3 separate regions of the Mus musculus genome follow, and all the other regions are linked to region 3. The links are chromatin contacts, called in public HiChIP or PLAC-seq maps. All regions are on one chromosome and are shown on one strand. The core of a region is the stretch at or near the end of the contact, and the rest is flanking DNA. Distances in the headings are between cores, read along the strand shown. Region 1 has its middle 40 kb from the start of E130114P18Rik. Region 2 has its middle 73 kb from the start of E130114P18Rik. Region 3 overlaps Patj (PATJ, crumbs cell polarity complex component).

The links. HiChIP or PLAC-seq counts read pairs in DNA pulled down with a chosen protein or histone mark.
Region 1: an H3K27ac HiChIP or PLAC-seq map of regulatory T cell precursor shows a contact between it and region 3, with 7 times the contacts expected there. The contact joins two enhancer-like sites. A contact is called at or near these places in 1 of 484 Hi-C or Micro-C datasets (LSK cells) and 3 of 115 datasets of contacts at active chromatin or transcription factors (large pre-B cells, microglia and regulatory T cell precursor).
Region 2: an H3K27ac HiChIP or PLAC-seq map of double positive thymocytes shows a contact between it and region 3, with 4 times the contacts expected there. The contact joins two enhancer-like sites. A contact is called at or near these places in 5 of 115 datasets of contacts at active chromatin or transcription factors (double positive thymocytes, large pre-B cells, memory CD8 T cells and 2 more).

The regions. Positions count from the first base shown.
Region 1 is chr4:97,542,474-97,545,949 of GRCm38.p6, reverse strand. No RefSeq gene overlaps it. Among named protein-coding and RNA genes, the nearest start is that of E130114P18Rik, 40 kb to the left of the region's middle. Within about 2 kb of position 1,674, at least 41 of the 459 cell types and tissues checked have an H3K27ac peak or open chromatin away from gene starts, as enhancers often do. A contact at or near this core is called in LSK cells and regulatory T cell precursor, where this site is marked.
Region 2 is chr4:97,656,057-97,659,737 of GRCm38.p6, reverse strand. It overlaps a transcript of Nfia not described here. Among named protein-coding and RNA genes, the nearest start is that of E130114P18Rik, 73 kb to the right of the region's middle. Within about 2 kb of position 1,972, at least 48 of the 459 cell types and tissues checked have an H3K27ac peak or open chromatin away from gene starts, as enhancers often do. A contact at or near this core is called in double positive thymocytes, memory CD8 T cells, regulatory T cell precursor and 1 more, where this site is marked.
Region 3 is chr4:98,434,838-98,438,342 of GRCm38.p6, reverse strand. Patj (PATJ, crumbs cell polarity complex component) reads right to left here. Exons shown (of 44, transcript NM_172696.2): 12 at 873-1,013. Among named protein-coding and RNA genes, the nearest start is that of Patj, 41 kb to the right of the region's middle. Within about 2 kb of position 2,127, at least 153 of the 459 cell types and tissues checked have an H3K27ac peak or open chromatin away from gene starts, as enhancers often do. A contact at or near this core is called in LSK cells, double positive thymocytes, memory CD8 T cells and 2 more, where this site is marked.

The sequences.
Region 1 (3,476 bases), core at 425-2,924, 890 kb after region 3:
GGATTTGATGCTTTTCCCATCATCTTTTTTGTAATGAAAGTTTCAGTCTGCTCTGAGGAACCTTTTTCACTGGAGTGATTTCAGAGAAAAATAGGGCTTGTACAACATCGGGGAGCGCAGAGTGTAGCAACGAGATTGTTAGAGATGAGGAAATGGCCGACTCTGTAGCACACCAATGCCTTCGAATAGGTAATTGCTATTCCATTTACCAATGAGGAAAGGCAGGATATTAAAAATTAAGCAAACCACACATCCAGGTGATGGTGAGCTTGGGCAGGCTTCCAGATGTACTTCCTTTTAGTGGACTTTTAACTCATCATTTAACTTGAATGGCTGGGTCATCATTTCCTCTCCTGACATGTGTGAGGTGTATGTGCTGTAATACAAGGGATATTTTTTTCCATGAACCTTAAACTTAGGGCTGCCAAGAAGAGGGCTATCAATGTGGAAATGCTCATCCTCCTCGCTAAAGCTCTTCATAGTCATCTCTGAAGAGAAAAGCATATGATGGCTGTTTAGAACACTTCTGGACACTGTTGTTGGTCCTTGATCCCTCTCTAGCATTTTGTAACATGTTTGATGGTGTCTTCATTGTATCTTTCCATCTGTGTAAAAGTGCATTTTTCTTAAGTTCTGAGGCAACTTTGAGGCTAGTATCTGTTCAACAGTGCCCAGAGGAAGATGTTAGGAAATGTATAATTTGAAATAACAGCTTGCCACTTGCTAAGTTCAAGACATGTTACCTCTCATTGTTTCGTTTCTGTTTATAACTCAGATTGTGGATTTCTCCATGAAAGATTATATTTATCACTTTTGACTTCCCAAGATAAAGAGAGAGTCTGACTCTAAAAGTGCATTGATAACAATTTGTCAGTGTTAATAGATGTGAAGACATGTTCAACTGGAGTATCCAGTTAGTATACTAAGCCTAGCCATATATACTGCTAGGACCACCTTATTTTATAGAGGAAGACACTGAGACCAGATTTGGAGTTAATGATTCAGAATCATGAAGCTCTGTGTTATCAGGAAGAAGGGGGAGATTTTTAGATGGATCTGTAACCCCCAGAGTAGTAGGTTACATAACAAAACGTTTTATATCTAAACAAGTCTTTGTTGCGATGAAATGCTATTAACTTTGACACATCAAATTTTAGAACTTCTTTGACTGTTGGTATTAGCAAAGGACAGCAGGCAGTTGGAAGGGTCCAGGGGCAAATTACTGCCTTCACTCAGTTCATCCCCTGCCTCAGGCTGCTAGTGCTTCCAATCTTTGGACACGTTCCACAAAATACTGTTTGGAAAACATGGCTGCATTGACCCTCCTTGTTGCCTTTATTAGCTCTATAAATAACTAAACAAATTAACAAAAGAAGAAAAGAAACACATAGGCACACACAAACAGATGCATATGCAGATACACACTTAGATGCACACACAAGCACACACACAGGCACACACACAGGCACACAAAAAGACACACAGAAACTCACACATACAGGCACACACACACACACACACACACACACACACACACACACAGACACTCACTTCGACTCTCTTCTGAGCAGGAAGCTTTATCCACTTGGTAACCCCAGTTGAGATCAGAGGAGTCAGTGTCGTTTTCAGGCAGCAGTACAAAGTGATCATTCTTGCCCTTTTGACTGAAGACAGAGCAGTGGGGTGGGTCTTGCAGGACACATCTGCAGGGCTGTATCTCACAGGAAGTGGTTCAGCTCTTCAGAGATAAGTTTCATTGGGGAACAAAGAGGGATTTTGTTCACCACTTTAAGAATGGAGCATTGAACCTGGACAGGGCTTCTCAGTTCCTGCAGCTGACAACAAGGCAAAACCAACCCAACCTGCTCCTTCCCCTTCTGAACACAGGCAGAGCGCTTGCCGGATGGCCCTCCTCTCCCCTCCAGAGGTCGAGATAGTTTCCCCTGCACTTTCTTATACAATTTCTGCTACCTCATCACGTTCTTTAGAATCAGGCTTGGACATTTACACTTGTGTCCGTTTGACACTTTTTCATCCTCTTCGGGAATCTGCATAACTCAGCCTGTTGAGAATAAGAGGCCCTAAATAGCAAGTGCCATTGCTAAGGGTTTGATTTAGCCCAGTTTGCTTCGACCAAAGTACCATAATGATACAAATACAGACAGGACTTTTTGTTGTTGTTTTGGGGGAAAGGACACTGTGAGTCAAGACAGACTTTGTGTCAATGTTCATCCAGATCTTCAGCTATAGGTTTGATTTTGACCTTGAATGATTTGCTAAGATCTTTGTACCTCCTAATTTTCAAGGCAGGAAGGAGTACTCCCATTTTCTATTTGGCAGCTCTAAAGCAGCATGTTCAAGTGTTTTGCCTGATGGCCCATGACAAGTGAATGCTAAGGATGTCTGCGTAGGGTTCCTTATGTGTTCCAGGGAAGCTGGACTGCTGGTGCAGCAAGCACATGATTCTCAGCCCTGCATCTCCATCTCAGCTTCAGAGGCACAGGTCGGAGCATATTTGACTTTGTGGAAACTATACATTTCCTGTGAGATAATGAGGTGTGGTATGGAGGCAGGCAGGATTTATATGGCAGTTAAATGTAGTTTGGTATCCAACGTATGATTGCATTATTCACCATGGCATAGCAAAGTTCACCTCTGCCCCCTCACTTTTGGCTGGATCAGCAGATGTGGACCACGATTAAGGAAGCACTGTCAGATATTTCTTTATAGTCTCATTTTCCTACTCACCATTGCCTGCAATGCCCTTGCCTGTGGGAAAAGTGACAAAATAAACAAGCCCTTTCAAACCAGCTTTCTTCTTCTTGCTTTTAGGGAGTGATTTAGGCATGTAGATTTGCCCTGGGGGAGAATTATCATCCTTGGCACAATGCTTGTGGGAATGGGTTTCCTAAGCAGACTGCTAGGCAAAGTCTTAGGTCTCAGATAGGAAAATGAAATCCTGTGATATCATTCATGTAGCTAGCAATAACAGCAGAAGGTTAATGCATACTGATATTCCTTTTGTTTTTTTTTGTTTTGTTTTGTTTTGTTTTGTTTTGTTTTGTTTTGTTTTGTTTTTTCTAGACAGGGTTTCTCTGTGTGGCCCTGGCTGTCCTGGAACTCACTTTGTAGACTAGGCTGGACTCAAACTCAGAAATCTCCCTGCCTCTGCCTCCCGAGTGCTGGGATTAAAGACATGCACCACCACTGCCCTGCTCCGCTATTCTTATAAAAGGTGTTCATTGGCCTAATAAGACAATAAGAAGCAAGAACAAGGAGATAGAGGGTAAGAATATGACAAACCTTAGTTTCCTACTAAATAAATACAGGACAGTTACACACACGTAAATGCACAATTATAAATATAACTTTTGCAAGCTTCTTAGGTGTATATTTGCTTTGATGTTCACAGGTAGAATATTGAAATGTAGAATTTGGGCATCATTTGTCTCACAAAGCTAGTAGAAAGAAACTGG
Region 2 (3,681 bases), core at 723-3,222, 780 kb after region 3:
TTCTTATGCAGTTATCTAGTTGTGACTATACCTTTAAGGTACTAGATACATGAGCAATTTGAGTTACTTAGGGGTTACCTGGCTATCAATATAAGACCCAATATGTCTTAGAGTATCCCTCTCTCGCTCCCTCTCCCTTCCCCTCTCTCTCTGTATGTGTGTGTGTGTGTATATATGTATGTATGTATGTATGCATGTATATGTGTATAATATAGTGAGAAATCCAGAGAAATGAACAGCTGGAATAAATTAGTTCATAAAATATGCTTAACTGGAAGGGCATTTGTTTCCAGGAATGCCCAAAGGGTAAGGGGAAGAATAGGAAGAAGGCAACCAGCAAAGTTCCTCAAGAAGCCTGAGCCCCAGGACTGAATGAGGCCCAAAACTGGATATCATGCCACATTTTGGACAAAGATGTGTGGTTTTCTTCATTTTCCAAGTTAATCAGGAGGGGTCTGATGGCTGCTGCTTTTCAAGATCTGGGTCAGAAAGCTACCTTGAGAATCTATCTGAATGAGAAAACTCTTTCTGAAGTGTAGGCATGAAGATACACTTGTGGCCCTGGTAAAGCTGAGACATTTGTCTGCAGTGCTGGCCCCTGGATTGGGTCTGGATGGGGCTGGCTGGATGATGGGTTGCTGGGAAGTTGCAGGGTAAGCGCTGGCCAACAGCAGGAGCCTGGCTGATTTTAGACTAAATTTTATATTCCCTCACATGTCCATGCCATGAGCTAATAGTTATTTTTATCACATCCCTGTTTCCTCAGTGGACACTTCTGGTATGGAATACCACCTCCTGGGTTCTGATTCGGAGAATCGTCCAGGATGTCAGTCTTGGGTAATACCATCCTATTTAGTTTTTTTCCCCCCACCCAGGTATAGACTATGGGCAAACCACTACACAGTACGGAACCCTTCAGGGCCCAAGATAATAGACTGATGGCTTAAAGATCCCTGCCCCTACAGTCCAGATACTTTTGTTATACAAATGTGCTCTAGAAATGATTTATTTCTGCCCCCCCCTTTGCTTTTGGACAAACACCAAGCTTCACCTACCTCTTCTTCTGGAAGAAAGCTGAGCTCCTTCAGTGAAGGTCTACCTGCTACAGGATTCCTTATCTAAGGGGTTTTGAGAATGAGTGATGCTATGCTCATCTAATATGTGGGAAAATAAATACAAAGCAGAGATTGCTTCATAGCTCATAAATGCAGGAACAGTACTCAAACGTGGCTAATCCTAAACTACCATCCCAAGGGATGTCACTTGGGGATGACCCCAGTGTTAAGAGGAGCAGGAAGAGAGTGAGAAGTTGTCTTTGGAAAAGTCAGAAAGGATCATTTACATCTACTTTTGCACTATCTCACTCTTCCTTAGCAACCCTCTTATGGGATGGGGCCCCGGGGAAAATGACTGTCCTGGGATCTTCCTGGCAGTATCTATCCAGCAAGTCTAGGACTCCCTTTTGGGTCACTTTGGTTCTAAAGCTGATTGTTTGATTTCGGCTCATCCTATACCATTTCCCAGTACTCACTTAAAATAGAGTCACATTCCAAAAGAGCCGTGAGAGTTTGTGTATGCCCTCAGAACAATTCTCATACCCAGTTTTCCACATGAAGCAGCTCAGGTTTCCTGTGCAGAGCTAGGGAGAGTAAAGGAAGTGGGGACATAGGTCTCCCATGCAGAGCTTCAGCAAATACTCCAAGTCACTTGCTTAATATATTAAACTTATATACACATACAACACACACACACACACACACACACACACACACACACACACACACACACACACACACATACACATACACACACACACACACACACACACACACACACACACACGAGTCTTTTGCAGTTGTGGTTAAAGGTAATTTAAAATATGTTCCAGATGTGGCTAGCGGGCAGTTAGGCAGGTCTACAGGCATGGGGAAGCCCCACCATGTGTGTACTCAGCACCCCAGGCTGCTTCAGGAAGTGGGTCTATAGACTCAAAGGTAACAAGCTTCCTTTCCCCTCTGGCTGGAGGAAATGGGATGGGGCGTGGAGCTGCAGCTGTTTTGAACTGGCTGGCTGGGAGGTGGAGCTCTACTCTTCCTGATTCTTCTATATATGGTACAGCTGGTGCTTTTGGAGTTAGACTTGGGTATTCTGAAGCAGTAAACTTGATCTTCTAAATAACTTGATTCCTCTAAATCTCAATATTCTTCTCTGTAAAATGGGGACCATCATTTGCCCTTGAAGAGTTTTTTTCTGAAATAAAAGATGAACTGTGCAAAGAACCTAGAACAGGAAACTAAACTATCATGTCATTATTTCTGGATAGGAATAATAAAACCAAGAGCTTTTAGCCTTTTTCCTTTAACAGTTCCCAAGTCCTAAAAGAAAATGGATCCCAAAGAATATTTTTAACTTCCCTCAGTCATGCCGACAGAGGTGAATGCCAATTGCTCTCCATGAAGAGGAGGTAGCAAGGGTATGATGGGGGATATAGAGGTTGCAGGGAGAGGAGAGAGACATCAGCAGCTGTGGAGAAGGGGAACTTGGGAGTTGCAGAGATATTTGCAAGGATGCATTACAGGAGGCTGTGCTTGGCTATGTGAAATGTCTTCCCTTCACCTCCATCTAGACCCTGTACTTCCAGGTTAGGGTTTGTCATTCCCGTTAATGACAAGCCCAACAACTCAAAGGTGGAGCCAAGTAGTTCAGTCTTCTTTATGTTACTTTCAAGAGTCTCTATATTGTGTATGGGTGTTCCACATTCTCCTGCGGTTGATCAGTACACATGAGGTCATTTCTGACTGTTGCTATGAGGGTACCTGATCTGGAGTAAAAAGAATCATTTACCTCCTGTCTACCTGGAACAGATCTGACAATGACCTCCAGATCCACCCCAGGGAAGGCTGAGGCGAGTCTTGAAGGTTGATATGGGATATGACACATATGCACATGAGATCATATTGGGATCTCTAGACTCATCCTTGGTCCCGACCTTGGCCACTTCCTGTGGTCTCTCTACGCTTCAGGTTTTTTAAATGAGAGGCAGCAGTGCTGACTGCTGGGTTGTTTAGAAGAGAACTATTGTCCAAAGTGTTTCATTAATGATGCTGTGCTGGAAATGCCAGCTCTCCTGCCACCACCTCTCACTGCTTACAGATTTTAGTATTGATCTTGGATAGATTAAAGAAAAAAATGGAGTGTTTATATTAAACACCATATAGGACATAGAGACTTTTAATGTCCTGTAACACTCATTTCCAGTAAGGAGAAAATGCAAGGCTTTCTGAAATGAAACACTCTTCTGAGGCAGTTATTTGAACTTAATTTTACTACCTGCCTTGTGTAGACAGGGCTTTTCTATGGGGAGTAAATGACTCACCCCGCAAGCTTTTCCAACAACAGTGAAAAGTTATAGCTATTTGATTTCCCCAATAAAGAGTTACTAGCAGTAATAATCCCAGAGAATATTAGGCAAGGCACTGTGATCTCCATTCTCAGGCCCAAACTCAGTGGCACTAAATATTTTATAATATTTTCCAGATAAACTAAGCAGAGGTGGCACATGGGGCTCTGAGCACATGGGGCTCTGGGATGGGGTTGTGGCTGACTCATGGAGTCAGTTCATTCACCTCTTGGTCATCCTGGCATGGGCAGATTTGAACTAGCTGTTGGAAAGAAGTCTCA
Region 3 (3,505 bases), core at 878-3,377:
CTAAGTAAGAATACATAGTGATTAAAATGCTATGTAGTTGTGATGGTTTGTATATCCTCGGACCAGGGAGTGGCACCATCTGGAGGTGTGGCCTTGTTGGAATAGGTGTGACCTGGTTGGAATGCGTGTGGGCATAAGATCCTCACCCTAGTTGCCTGGAAGTCAGTCTTCCACTAGCAGCCTTTGGATGAAGACATAGAACTCTCAGCTCCTCCTGCGCCATGCCTGCCTGGATACTGCCATGCTCCCACCTTGATGATAATGGACTGAACCTCCGATCCTGTAAGCCAGCCCCGATTAAATGTTGTTTTTTATAAGACTTGCCTTGGTCATGGTGTTTGTTCACAGCAGTAAAACCCTAACTAAGACAGTAGTTATTGCATACTAATAAATATGTATTTGAAACACAATTAAACAAAAATACATTTGATGCTCTACTACCAAATATCTTATAATCTTAACCTTATGTTAAGATTACATTCAAAATTCCCCAATTAATTTAAATTTGGGGGGTATAGTATGAGGTTGGTGTTAATACTAGGAACTGAACCTAAGATTGGTGGTAGTACTAAGGATTGAACCTAGAGCCTCATTCATACTCTACAATGATAGTACATCCCTAGAAAAATAGCCCATCTGAAATTGCTAATGTGTCTCTACAGGATGAGCACCCATCAGATCTAAACTGCTTTTATATGGGTCGTTGGCTGCTACCTGATTGTTAGAATATTTGTAACTTTACAAAGTTCTTGATATAATATTGCCTTTATTGCATAGGTCTGAGTCTGACTGTGTATGCCACACCATATTAACTACAGAGAAGAAATTGTTAATAAGGTTGAAGTACTCCAAAGTAAAGGCTTTGAGCCTACCTGGTTTTTCTAAGGCTTGTACAGTGTTGTTTTTTAGATTATCCAGTCTTTCTCCAATTTCCTCTGCTTCCACACTCAAATTAGCTTCTGGTTTCGGGGATCCTGCTCGTTCTGGTACTTTAGGTGGTTCTGCAACAGTTTCTGAAATAAAAATTGTGACTTAAATCGCTAGTCCTGTTGGGGGTGGGGCCGCATGCAAATGGGCTGACTTCACTCTCATTCGTCCTTCCCAGGACCTGCTGCGCTGCATGAGATGCCAATACACTAAAGTGTTCTGTGAGGTAGTTAATCACAAAGATAGCTTGACAGTAGTCAAAGAAAGAGGAAGTAGAGAAAATGAAAGTGAAAAGGGTTGAACCACGACAAAACAGAGAGAGATGATTTACTATAGCTTTAGAAAGGAAAAGAAATAAGAAAGCAACAACTGGAAGGCTGTATGTTCTTGCTGATGTGGACAGGTATTAAGCCACATATGCAAATAGGCTGGACCATCAAGCCCGTGTGAACAGCCTAGCTAGCTCAGAGACTGGGGGTGGGAGAACTCCTCTAGGTGCAGAGAGAGCCTTCCCCCGCCCCCTTTCCTTAGCTGAAGCAAGTGAAATTCCGCAAAGTTGCCAGCAAACCACTAAGTGTGTCTTCAACAGAAGAAAGGCTGCACACGTCACACTTTACACAGTTGTTTTTTAATTCAACAGAAGAAAGGCTGCACACGTGACACTTTACAGAGTTGTTTTTTAATTCAACAGAAGAAAGGCTGCACACGTGACACTTTACACAGTTGTTTTTTTAATTCAACAGAAGAAAGGCTGCACACGTGACACTTTACAGAGTTGTTTTTTAATCCCATCATTTGAAAAGAATTTTTAAGATTTTAATATATCATTTTTAATGTGTACAGGTGTTTTTGCTTTCATGCATGTATATACATCAAGTTTGGGACTTTTGACTTCAGAGGACAGAAGAGTGTATCAAATCCCTTAAAACTAGAGTTATGAGTGGTCTCAACGACCGAGTTTCATGGGTGCTTCAAACCGAAGCTGGGTCCTCTGTAAAAGCTGCAAGAGTTTTAATCACTGAGCCATCTCTCCAGCTTTTTGTAAAAGGTGTAACCTGAGAGAAGACAGCCCCCACCTGGGGCCACAAGGTCCAGGTAGGGACGAACCCAAGATAATCACCAGCCTGGCACTACTAGGGCAGACTGGAAGCTAGCCTGAGACAACCACCAGTCCTGTGCCAGAAAGGCTCAGGCAGGCAGACCACACCCAAGATGACCTCAGCCCAGGGCCACACTGCATGGGCAGGGAACAGCATTGCTGAGACAAGCCCAGACCCCGAGACACCCTGGGTGCCACTAAGAGGAGCATGTAAATGGTAGAGAAATGGAAGAGAAAGAGAAGCAGAAGGAGGTGAGCGCGAGGAGACAGAACCAGGAAATCAAGGGTAGTGAGGAAAAGCCTGATAAGAGTAGCCAGTGATGCCACCGAAGATCATGATGACATCCTTGCCTGTGCTACCACTGAGGGCCATGTCTGGGTCCATGGCCCTGCAGCAGCAGGGCTCTGTTTCCAGGTAAATACCCCTGGTCTGGGCTGCCACTCAGTGCCCTGTTGATGACTGAGGCTGTGCAGGACTGGCTGATCCCTCACCTGGGTATCATGGGATAGCTGGCCTTAAGGGATGTGAGGGCAGGTGAACTGATCCCTCCCACCACCCAGAAAGCACGGTAGAGCTGGGAGGAAGAGTTGTGCGTTAGCAGAGCATGAGAGCGGGAGAGAGGGCCCTGGCACTCATCTCTTGTGCGGTGACACTGATGAGGAAAAGATGCCCTCCTTCCCCTACCCCCCTTGCCCCTTGCTCTTACCACCTGCAACAGGCAGGAGAGCTGGCTCTGCCCTTATCAGCTACAGCATTCAGGAGAGCAGACCCTGCCCCTTGCCAGGGCAACACAGGAGAGCTGACACTGACGTTGGGCCAGTGACTCACTGCAATGAACATTTACAAGCAAAGAAGTATGGACAAAAGTGTAGACTGTGGGACACGCTGTGACACACCACAGCTTCCACAGTATGATTTTTTTTTTTCCTTTTCGGGGAGACTGCAAGGGGGGAGGACAGGAACGAGAGGACCAGGAAATGAGCGAGATTGGGGTACAGAATGTGAAATTCACAAAGAACCAATAAAAAGTTTTAAAAACAAAAAGTACAAGGCTGCAAGGAAACATCAAATTCAGGTTGTGGCATTTTAGTGTCAAAGATTAACCCTTAGGAAAAGAAGAAGCAAGCACCGGGCGGGGGTCAGGGGCTCGTCTACGTTCAGAAGCCAGAATCACCACACATGGGATACGTGGTTTAGGAAGGGTTTTATGGGAGGAGTCAAAAGGAATAGGAAAAGAAAATACAAATGACATTTTAGAGCAACTGGGAAACCTATGTGTGATGTGTGTGGGTGTGTCTGTCTGTCTGAGACCATGCACATACGATCTGTGTTGGTGTGCCTGCACACGGAGGCTGGGGAAGGATTTCTTGAGAAACCTGGACCTACGCTGGCAGTCAAGAAACCCCAGCAATGTTCCTGCCTCCGTATCTCGCAATGCTGGTTTACAAGCACAAGTGCAGCCATGCTCAGTTTCTTGC